Linked DNA regions of Bos taurus: region 2 is linked to region 1. Evidence: chromatin contacts called from public Hi-C data. All regions are on one chromosome and are shown on one strand. The core of a region is the stretch at or near the end of the contact, and the rest is flanking DNA. Distances in the headings are between cores, read along the strand shown. Region 1 holds the start of GNB1 (G protein subunit beta 1). Region 2 overlaps GNB1 (G protein subunit beta 1).

The links. A called contact is a pair of places that touch in the nucleus more often than the background predicts.
Region 2: a contact with region 1 is called in a Hi-C map of liver, with 2.3 times the contacts expected there. The contact joins the enhancer-like site here to the promoter of GNB1 in region 1. A contact is called at or near these places in 5 of 11 Hi-C or Micro-C datasets (blastocyst, blood, liver and 1 more).

What each region holds. Positions count from the first base shown.
Region 1 is chr16:50,853,233-50,858,463 of ARS-UCD2.0, reverse strand. It overlaps GNB1 (G protein subunit beta 1), which reads right to left and starts at 2,164. Exons shown (of 11, transcript NM_175777.3): 1 at 1,952-2,164.
Region 2 is chr16:50,888,534-50,894,131 of ARS-UCD2.0, reverse strand. The region is part of intron 1 of GNB1 (G protein subunit beta 1); the gene reads right to left. Among named protein-coding and RNA genes, the nearest start is that of GNB1, 35 kb to the right of the region's middle. Within about 2 kb of position 2,706, at least 38 of the 102 cell types and tissues checked have an H3K27ac peak or open chromatin away from gene starts, as enhancers often do. A contact at or near this core is called in blastocyst and liver, where this site is marked.

The DNA.
Region 1 (5,231 bases), core at 915-3,414:
ACCTTCTAAAGAAAAACTTGCAGCAATCACAATGCCTGTGAAACCAGAGGCTTGGTGTGACAGAGGGAGTGAGTCCCGGGAGGAGAAAGGCCCTGCAGTCTGCTGGACAGCCTCACAGCAGCTGGAAATCTTCCCCAACAGGATCCAGCCAGGGCGGCCTCTGACCCTTCCAGTTGCACTCCATTTCTGACAGCTCTGTCACAAAGTTCAATCCGGCCAAAAGCTCCCGTCTGCAGTCTGGAGGTTCTCAGACCTGTTTCCATGTTGGTGGCAAGCAGCCCTGTCCCCAGCCACACACCCGTATTAGTAAGGAAGCAAAAAAGGAACTGCCTGTTCGCTTTCTGTTTGCAATGTGTACCTTCCGGAAGAAATCCAGAACAGGCCCTATCTATCTTAATAGGACTCAAACTGAAACCTTCCTTTGAAATAAGAACCCACTCCAAACCAAAAAAGACTACAGCCTCAAATTAGAAAACGAGAACTCAGGTAGAAATCTTACGGATAACAATGGTCTTCAGACCTTATCTAGAGTCTGGGGTTGAAGGAACTTCTCATAAAGCTAATACTTCCATTTATTTGCTTATCATGAAAAATAGCTATATATTTTTCCTAATAATCTCATAGGCAACCGCTTAATCATTAAATATTACTTGAGATCACTGTTAAACACGTAGCAACATGGAAATACAAAAAAAAAAAAAAAAAGGCCTCTAACCTAAACCAAAACTACATATGAAAATATATACATCGTGTATGCATAAACTCAGTAATGTACTCTCTAACTGTAAATGTCCACCAACTTCCTTTGCCCAAATAAACACCCCTGTTTCCCCACATAAATACATTGCTGTTTTCCTTCAGGCTGTGAGTCTCCCAATCCTAACTCAAAAGGGTCCATGAAAAAGACACTAAGCACAGAAAGCTCCCGCTACTCAGGTATGCTAACTCGGCAATTTAAAGGACACTAGAAACGTGTGGAGACCATTGGAGTCAAACAGCAACTCGCAAGGAAAAAGACAGGGTTTTCAAAGTCCGATGGCTCAGCGACCCCCGGGTGGAATCTTCAGCGCTCCCCACCCCTCTGGGACCGTGGGGGTCCCCGGGCGGCGCCCCCGGGCGGCGCCCCCAGAGCCCCGCGGCGCGGGCGGCGGCTGACAAAGGCCGCGCGGCGGACGCGCCATCTTGCCGGGCCGCCGAGGGCCATTCATTCGGCGCGGGGCGCGGGAGCCCGGACGCCGCCCGCAGGCTGCGCGCCGGCACCGGGGTTTCGGGGGGCCCCGTTCGGGCCGGCGGCGACCGTGGGGCCAGGACCCGCGTTCGCTGGGCGCTTTGTCCGCCCCGCGCGCCCTAGGCGCCGCTTCCTCATTTCTCCGCCGCGGCGACGCCGGCCTCTCCTCCAGCCTCCGAAAGGCCGCTTTTCTCGCAGCCCGTCCTCCCGTGGGCCAAGGATGGCGCCCACCGCCCAGCGCGAGACAGGGCCGCCGCCGCCTTTGTTCTCGGACCATTCGGTACCCCTCCTCCGAGCCACCTCCTAGGAGCCGGCCGAGGGGCGCCGGCCCCAGACCCCCAAACCACGGAGTCTCCGGCCCCGCCCCCACCGCGGACCCCAGGACCCGGACCGCAGGCCTGCACCCGGGACCCCAGACCAGAGGCCCGGACCTGGACTCTAGACCCCGGCGCCCCAACTCCCGGCCCGAAGCCCAGGACCTCGGCCCCAGGGCCCGCCGAAGCCCGCGGGGTCCCAGCCGCCCCCGCCCCGAGGACCCCACCCGGGCGGGGCAGGAAGACTCGGCCAGGCAGCCGGGTGGGGGCGGGGAGGGTGGGGGCGGGGCGGCCCTGGCGAGCGGGCGACCGGGGGGGGGGCGATAGGGAGGGCCAATGGTGGGGGAGACGGCCAGGGCTAGGGGTCTGGGACGGGGGTCGCTTTTGGGGCTGGGGCCGTCGCGCTCACCTCGACGCCGCGTCCCGCCTGCTGCGCCCGCTCCCCGCCGCCTCGGCCGCCGCTACGGGAGGTGGTCGCGCTCCGGCCGCTCCGCGGGCGCTGCGGGCAGGTGCGCCGGCGAAGCTCGGTCCGGTCGGTCCCGCGGCGGCTGCTCCACTCCCGCGCCCGCTCCCGCTCCCGCCGCCGCCGCCTCCGTCCGCCCCTCAGACGCCTCCAGCCATCGGGATGGGCGCGGCGGCCCCTGCCCGCAGCCTCGGGAAACCCCACGGTCGCGTCACCGCGCACGCCGCGCGCGCACGCCCCGCTCGGCAGAGTCCCCGGCGCGCGCGCGGGGGGGCGCGCGCGCTTCGTCCCAGCGCCAGCCCCCCGCGCGCGTGCGCGAGCCGCTTAAAGGGGCAGCGCCCTACCCTCTCAGACCCTCCCTGGTAGCCTCCAAGTCAGACCCGCCTCTCCCCCTGCCAGGCTCCGCTCCCCAGGGGCCGGAGCGTGGGGCACTGCGTAGGGTGGTCTGCCGGCTGCCGACTCGCTAGGCTCCCAGCCAGGTGGACTAAGATAAAGGACGCAGGGCGGGAACCTGCCACCGCACCCGGCGCTCAGCATCTGAACTCCGCTCCCCGTACACGCGCACGTAAAGCCCCGGGCGCTCCACATCTGCATTGTGCACCCGGCACACACACGAGTATACATACCCCCAGCCCATGCTGACCCACACCCACGCTGTGTCGGCCTCAGGGACGCCTGGCTTCAGTCTGCCTGCGGAGTGGAGCCCCTACAGCCCAGGGTCAGGGCTGTCCTCAGAGGTGCCAGTGGGGCTCCAGTGAGCTGGGCAGGTGCAGGCAGTGCGGCTTCTGTAGTCAAGGTTCTGTCTGGAATGGCCACCTGAGCATGGAGGTGTGACCACGAGAACGAGAACGACTGTCAGTAGGGACAAATAGTCTACCCCTGCAAATGCGGCGACCGAGTTTGCCAGGGAGCTGAGAATCAAAGACCCCCTGGTGGAGGAGGGGGAAGGAGGTCAGCTGTGAGCAGCCAGCAGTCTCCGGTGTCCTCAGACCCCTCCTGGACGTTTATGATTGGGGCCCTTAGCCCACCGGCTTCCACCTTTCCATCTGACCTCTGCCTCCCCAGTTCCAACAACTCCTGACACCCTCGTCCTTCACTGCAAGAGCTTGGGGTCCCCACCCTAATCACCTCCTTGCAACCACATCAGCTCCCTGCCCGCAGCCCTCCCTGTGCTGCCCTCTCCTCCCCCTGGCCTGTACAGTAGAACAGGCAGGCAATGCAGTTGCCCCCATAAACCTCAAGGGGCCCTGTAGACCCTCCCTCCCCAGCCTCTTTCACAGCTGCAGCAGATTGTTTCCTTTTGTGTGTGAGCCTGACTGTCTGTCTAGGGTGGACCTGGACCTCAGCTTGGAGCCCATGCCTTCCCACCCACTCTGGGGCTGTGCCCCTTGTCCGTCTTCCCCCCAACACACACACACTGATTCATCCTACCAGCACACAGACATGTCTCCACTTTCCTGGGAGCCCTTCCTCAATTTCTGGCACAAGAAGTTCCAGGCTTGTCTCAGGTCCTCCCTGCCCCAGCCTTGACCTAACTTGTTCTCCAGGGGGCCCTGTTTCCTTCTGGTGGAGCAGGTATTTAGAAGCCTGCATTCAGGCATAGGCTGTGCTTGCTGCCCCTGGAGTGCCATTACTTCTGGTCCCCGACAGTGGACTAAGGAACATGTGCATGTACAAGCATACATGTATACGTACACACGCAGACCACCCCCTCTGGGTAACAAATCTTCCATGATCACTGCCCCCTCGGTTGGGTGCTGACCGAAGCAGAGATGTCCACCCTGCTCAACTGAACCAGAACTGAACATCAGCAGGATTGCTCCTTTGCTTCAAACCACTGGCAGCTCCTATTGCACTTCTGTTCCATCCTCCTCACCGCCCAGCATCTGGCTTCTCTCTGCTCCTTAAACACTCAGTCTCCACATTCCATGCTCTGGCCTTTGGTCCTTGTAGCTCTACCTGCCTGTGAGGGGCTCCCCCATAACCCTAAGACCCCTCTGCAGAGGAGCCTCCCCCAGCCCGCCCCGGCCCCCCAGTGCTACTCTGGCTCCCGTGACCTCATGTGGTTCATGCTCAGGCTGCTTGCTTCTTGCCCTGCTCACTTGCTGAAAACAGAGCTGGACTCCCTTGCCCACTGCTCCACCTGTGTACCAGGGCGGGGGGCACACAGAGGGAGCTCCAGAGGTGTTGATGAGTGGGGGAAGGGGTGTGGGCAACATGCTGCGTTCCAGGCGAGGGGGACACGACTCAGAGTGAGGATGGGGAGGGGAGTAGGGGAGCAGGGAGAATCAGAATGGAGTGGTCACTGTGTCCAGGATGAGGGCTGCCCACTGCTCAAGAGGAGGAGAGGAAAAAAACCAGTTATTTCCTGGTGGTCCAATAGCTAGGACTCCACACTCCCAATGCAGGGACACAGGTTCAATCCCTGGTCAGGGAACTAGATCCCACATACTGGAACTGGGAGTTTACATGCCTCAGCTGAAGATCTGGCGTGCTGCAATAACTAGATAGATATTAAAAATAAAAAGTAAATAGAATTATCAGGTGGCCCAGTGATTGGGACTCTGAGCTTTCACTGCTAAGAGCCTAGTCTGATCCCTGGTTAGTGAACTGAGATCCCACATGCCTTGGCAGGTGGGTCCCAAGGCCCCAGACTTGGGATGAGAGAGGGACATCCTGGAGAGTCCAGTGGGTCTCATGCTGTCCCAAGCTCTATGCCCACCTAAGTCCAGGGACTGAAAGGTAGAGAGGAGGAGCAGGGAAGGGAGAAGGGGAGGAGAAAGGGGTGGTGGCTGGAGGAGGGGGAGAGCAGGTGGGGGAGAGCGAGAAAAATGGGAGGGAGGGAGAGCAGAAGGAACTGGGCAGCGCGATGAGTGGTCTCCATGGAGCCCACTCTGCGCTGCTGTGGGGATGGCAGGAAAACCCCCATCCTGTCATCCTGGGTCCCTGCATGCCCATCTGAGGGCAGACCCAGGGCTCCCCTGTCCCACAGGCCACCATCAGCCTGATCAGGCCCTTCCTCAGGGACATCAAGGCCACAGGGCAAGGCCACGCATCAGGACACCAAGCCAGTGACTGCCCCAGCTGTCTGAAGTTTTGGGGTGCAGCCCTGTTGCCCCTGGATAATCTGTAGGTCTGCAGGGTGTGGCAGGGCCTTCCCTGGAACTTGCCCTATGGCTGGGGCCTAGAGCCCTTTTATGTGTTTATGGACCAGGTGTGAGGGGCA
Region 2 (5,598 bases), core at 1,457-3,956, 35 kb before region 1:
CTGGGAGAATAGCTCAAATGTTTGCAATAAAAGAGTAACTTTACCATCAAGCACAGCAGTAACTACTGAGCATTTAACACATTCTTGGAGGACGAGCTATGGAAATATATAGCCAGGGATACATCAGTGCGGAAAAATGAATAAAAACAGCAATATGCTTGGAGCACAACTATACCACCACCTCTTCCTGGCATTGATCATTTCCTCCTGGAACCATCTCAATCTCCAGGCGGAAAAGACGCACCATGGGCCAGGCATAATGAATGAAAAGATACTGCTATCAAAATACATCGTATTTCAGAACACCAGAGGCAGGACCCTCAAAGTTTCCACATGGAACAAACTGGTGCTACACAGGATCAAGAGTCGGCAGCATCTTACTTCCCAACAGCAACACTGGAAACTGGGAGAAAACAGTGCTGTCTTGAACTAACTCCAAGCAAAAATCATACACTCAAAGTCCAGGAAGAGACTAGAGGACATTTTCCCCCAAAAGTGGAAAAAATGAGAAAGATGTCACAACTGGAACTTAGGAGATCCAGATGAGACACAATCTTCTCCTCCATCCTCTTCTGGCCTCAGGTTCGGGGGTGAATGTGCTCTGTCATAGTGACATCCGGAAGGGCTGACCCCCAGGCATGCATGTGGGTCTCAGGAACCACTCTAAGCACCACATCTGCAGTGTACCCTTTACGTTATGGACAACTAAACCCGTATAGAGTCTACGCCCCCAAACTAGATTTCTAATGTATGTCTGTGAAAAAGATATAGATCAAAAGGTTAATCAACCATAAAATTTATCAAATAACTATTATGCACCCAATGCTATGTTGCTAAGTACTTTATAGCCATCTGATTAACTCCTCAGCAACGCAACGAGTGCGTACTGCTATCATCCTTCCTTCGCATTTCAATTCTACAAAATTACAGAAAAGATACCTAAGGCAGAGGAAGGTCAGTAACTGGGCTCAAAGCTGCACTAAGACCAAGGGTCAGAGCTGGTGTGACACCCGGTAACTGGATTTGAGCCCAGGGGCTTACCCTGACGCAATACTTACTGTCATTTAAACACAAGTCTGTGTGCAATTTTTAAAAGAAAACCAGATAGAAATTAAATGTGTTCCTCTGCTCAGAATGTCCTTGCCCTCTCTTCCCCTCTGCCAGGAAACAACACTCGACCTCGAGACAGAGCTGATCACATCCCCCTGACCACCACGCTCCCCAGCCACCTGGCTTGTCCAGTTCTCAGACCACTGTCGCGATGACCCCAAGAGGCAGTACCTTGGATGGTGCCAAGCCTTCATGGCTGTCAGCTTACAAACCGAGTTCCTAAGAGCTGCCCCAACTGCTCCTCTTCCAAAACCTGGTCTCAGGACTGTCCCAGGCTCCCCCTCACCCCAGTCAGAGCTGACCACACCAAGGACAAGTACCCTCCAGCCAACGTCAGACCAAACTGTGTCCCCTGATGCTGTGGAAATAGAGGCAGCGAGTGGGACATGAACCTGAGGCCTGTGGCAACCCACCCACCACAGCTTGGGCTAAGCGGCAAAAAGAGCAGCAGCACGGACACATGGGAGGGGCACACCCCCCATGGTTCCTGTCCTGTCCCAGGGCTTCTGCATTCCAGACATAAAGTGCTGCCAAGTCAGGCCATGACCTCTGTCCTCATTTTATGGCTTCGCCAAAAATGTCTCTGAAATTCCCACCTGTCTTAGCCTCCAATCACATAACCCATGCCTCCCACCTGGGTAATGGCAACTGCAGACCTTGGTTCCCTTATTTGACTTGTATGAGCAACACCCGGCATGCCAGTCACCTCCTGCTCCCTGAACACCAGATGAGGGGACCCTGCTCTCCTGCTGCCCCTCCTCCCTGCTGCGCCCTTTCCTGGCTGCACCCCAGGTCCTGCACTCTCAGGCTCAATCCCATCACAATCACAGGCTTGCCTTTCCAACCCCCCTGACAGTCCATTCCCCACCCTCTTCAGCACAGAAAATCCTACCCCAAGCTGCCACCCAATCCCACCGATCTCCCTTTCTCCTACCCTGGACTCACTCCCACTGCTGGCCTCCTTCCAGCTCACAGTCTTCATGGAGCCTACTATTAACTCACTCCCCAGCCATCTCTTTTCCTCTCCAACCATCTTATTTATCGTCACCTGACTTAACTCTCTAAGGGAGAGCTCTGACATCTGACTCCTATGGAACAAAGCTGAAAGGGCCTGTACCATTCAAGGTGCTTGTACCCACCACACATCCGGGCACCGTCGCCAGGACTCAGATTCAGTGAGTCTGAGTATGGCCAAATACATGGACACAAACACTCCAGGTGAACTTGGGTCTCTCTGCCAGATCTGAACCATGATCCTGACCATTAGTCCTTCACAAAGAAATCTGAGAAACATGAATGTATTCTTCCCTTGAAGAGTTAGAGACAAATTTTAAAAAGTAAGATATTCCCCCACATTCAAGAATAGGAACCTGCTTCCAAAACTTCCAGGCTGAAGACATGAGCATATTTCCTACAAACATGGAAAGCACTATGAGCTGAAGTGTCTCTGAAGCCACTGTGACTTACAAGGGGGCCTGGAAGGGGGCAAGGACAGACTCTGCGCCTGCAGGCGGCCCAGAAGCCGGCAGTGCTCTGCACTGTGCAGCTCAGCCGACGTCTGTACGGATCACGTGGTCACTGTCAGAATCGCATTCTGCAAACCCAGCCCCGTGCCGGCGCCGGTTCAGGCCAGACTGAGGCGGGAGCACTTACAGGCAGACTGCTTGACTGCGCTTGGAGATGCTGTGTTTTCTTACAAACTGAAGGGCTGTGGCAGGCCTGCCCATGTTGAGCAAGTCCATTGGCGCCATCTGCCCAACAGCATTTGCTCACTTTGTGTCTCTGTGTCACATTTTGGAATTCTTGAAATATTTCAAATCTCTTAATTATTACTGTATTTGTCATGGTTATCAGTGATCCCTGCTGTTACTAATTTGACTCACTGAAGGCTCAATGGTCTTCACTCTTTAGCAGTGAAGTGTTTCTCATTTCAGGTCTGCACAGTTGTTTAGAGAGCACACTATTGCACACTTACTGCACACTTGCAGTGCACGGCAAACACAACTGTCACGTGACTGGGAACCAACCAGAGTTGTGCGGCTTGTTTTACTGAGGGAGCAGGACCGAGCCCACAGGAACCCCTAGCTGAGCCTGTACTTCCAGTTTGAAAACGTACAGCCACACTGTCCAGCAGCACCGAAGCAGGACGGAAGCTGTAAACTGTTTACAGAACCTCCGGCAATGAATGGTCTATGAGCCTTCATTCACGCACTCAACACAGCTCTGCCTGCTGCCAGGCACTGAAGCAAGGGGTCCACATGCCAACCTGCTCCGGAACTCAAGGCTCTCACCTGCATAAACTAAACCCTGCTGGACACAGACAGGGATAGACATAGTAACTTTGTTTTCCCCACTCCTGAATGTACTCCAATTGCTACCCCTCTCTTAAATGCAACCTTGTTGATACAAAAAAGTTCAGTCATCAAAAAAAGGGGGAAAAGGGTGGGGAGGGAGAAGGGGATCACAGAAAAGAAGTGGAAACACAGCAAAGAAACGGGCATCAAAAATCTGTTTCAAGAAGGATCTATACACACCATACACGTATCATTTTGGTCCCAGACTTTCCTTCCTAATTAAACTTTAAGCAAGCAAACACTCAAGATAGAACTCTTTGATTAAAGAATCATTAGTTGTAGGAATTCACCAAGAAGCTTACTGAATATAAGAAAACCAAGCTATAAAAATCAAAGTTCCATCCAAGTTATTCATTTATTACGAATGATTAACAAGTAAATGACATAAATAACTCCCCTCCCCTCACAGGAGTAATAAACACTCAGCCACTGTGCTTAAGTCCAGGGTAAGGAAAGCACTCCTTGGAGAGAAGCTGGCATTTCCCTGGCCATGACAGAAGGGCGAGGGCAGATCTTTGCACATAACTGGATGCTGTGAGCTCCTGACCTACAAGAGTTAAGTGAGGACACATAATTTCAGAGACCTGAGAGGAGAAGTGTCTGCACACGCGTAGCCTGGCCCAGGGGCGCAGTCACCAGACTCTTCACCCTACTCTTGGTGCCAAAGAGTCTGGCATCAAGGGGCCTCCCAAATATTTCTTTAACATTTGTTCACTCTTTTTTTTAGTGGACAGTATTTCTTCCTCCCAATCATACTAATGTAGTAATTAACAATTTGGTGAAACATGGGGTGATCAAGAATGTAAATTCTGACAGTTATTTTTCTTTTAAAGCCAAAAATAACATTGGGGCTTCCCTGGTGGTAAAGAATCCTCCTGCCAATGAGGGGACATGGGTTCGATCCCTGTTCTGGGAAGATCCCACATGATGCAGAGCAACTAAGCCTGTACACCACAACTACTGAGCCTGTGCTCTGGAGCCTGGGAGCCGCAACTACTGAAGCCCGAGCACCCTAGAGCTCCTGCTCCACAAGAAGCCCCTGCAATGAGAAGCCTGCACGCTACAACCAAGAGGGGGCCCCACTCCCCGGAGCTAGAGAAGACTGTACAGCAACAAAGACCCAGGACAGTCAAAAATAAAATAAAGTTATATTTCAAAGAAAGAAAAATTACATTAATTCAGAAAGAAAAGGGAAAAGATTCACATACTGTTGAGCCTTTTGAGGGATGTGTCCTGGAAAACAATGACACAATGAAGACGTTCAAGAAAACCAGGTTACATGAACAGTATATTCTGACTTTTAATCATTTTATATTTTCATATATTATCAGTTCAGTCGCTCAGCTGTGTCTGACTCTTTGTGACCCCATGGACTGCAGCATGCCAGGCTTCCCTGTCCATCACCAACTCCCGGAGCTTGCTCAAACTCATGTCCATCAAATCAGTGACGCCATCCAACCATCTCATTCTCTGTAGTCCCCTTCTCCTGCTTTCAATCTTTCCCAGCATCAGGATCTTTTCCAGTGAGTCAGTTCTTCGCATCAGGCAGCCAAAGTATTGGAGTTTCAGCTTTAGTGTCAGTCCTTCCAATGAATATTCAGGATGGACTGGTTGCATCTCCTTGCAGTCCAAAGGACTCTCAAGAGTCTTCTCCAACACCACAGTTCAAAAGCATCAATTCTTTGGCGCTCAGCTTTCTTTATATATAGTTCAACTCTCACATCCATACTTGAATACTGGAAAAACCATAGCTTTGACCAGATGGACCTTTGCTGGCAAAGTGATGTCTCTGCTTTTTAATATGCTGACTAGGTTGGTCATAGCTTTTCTTCCAAGGAGCAAGCGTCTTTTAATTTCATGGCTGCAGTCACCATCTACAGTGATTTTGGAGCCCCCCAAAATAAAGGCTCTCACTGTTTCCATTGTTTCCCCATCTATTTGCCATGAAGTAGATATATTATCTACTTATACTATCTACTTAATATTATCTACTACATATATTATCACTGGATAAATAAATACATTGTCTAATTACCTGTGCTATTTGTCAACGGGGGGGAAAAACATAAAGGAAAAAAGAACTCTGACATTATTAAGAACTACATCTTTTAGGAAATGGTTAAATTCTAGATAC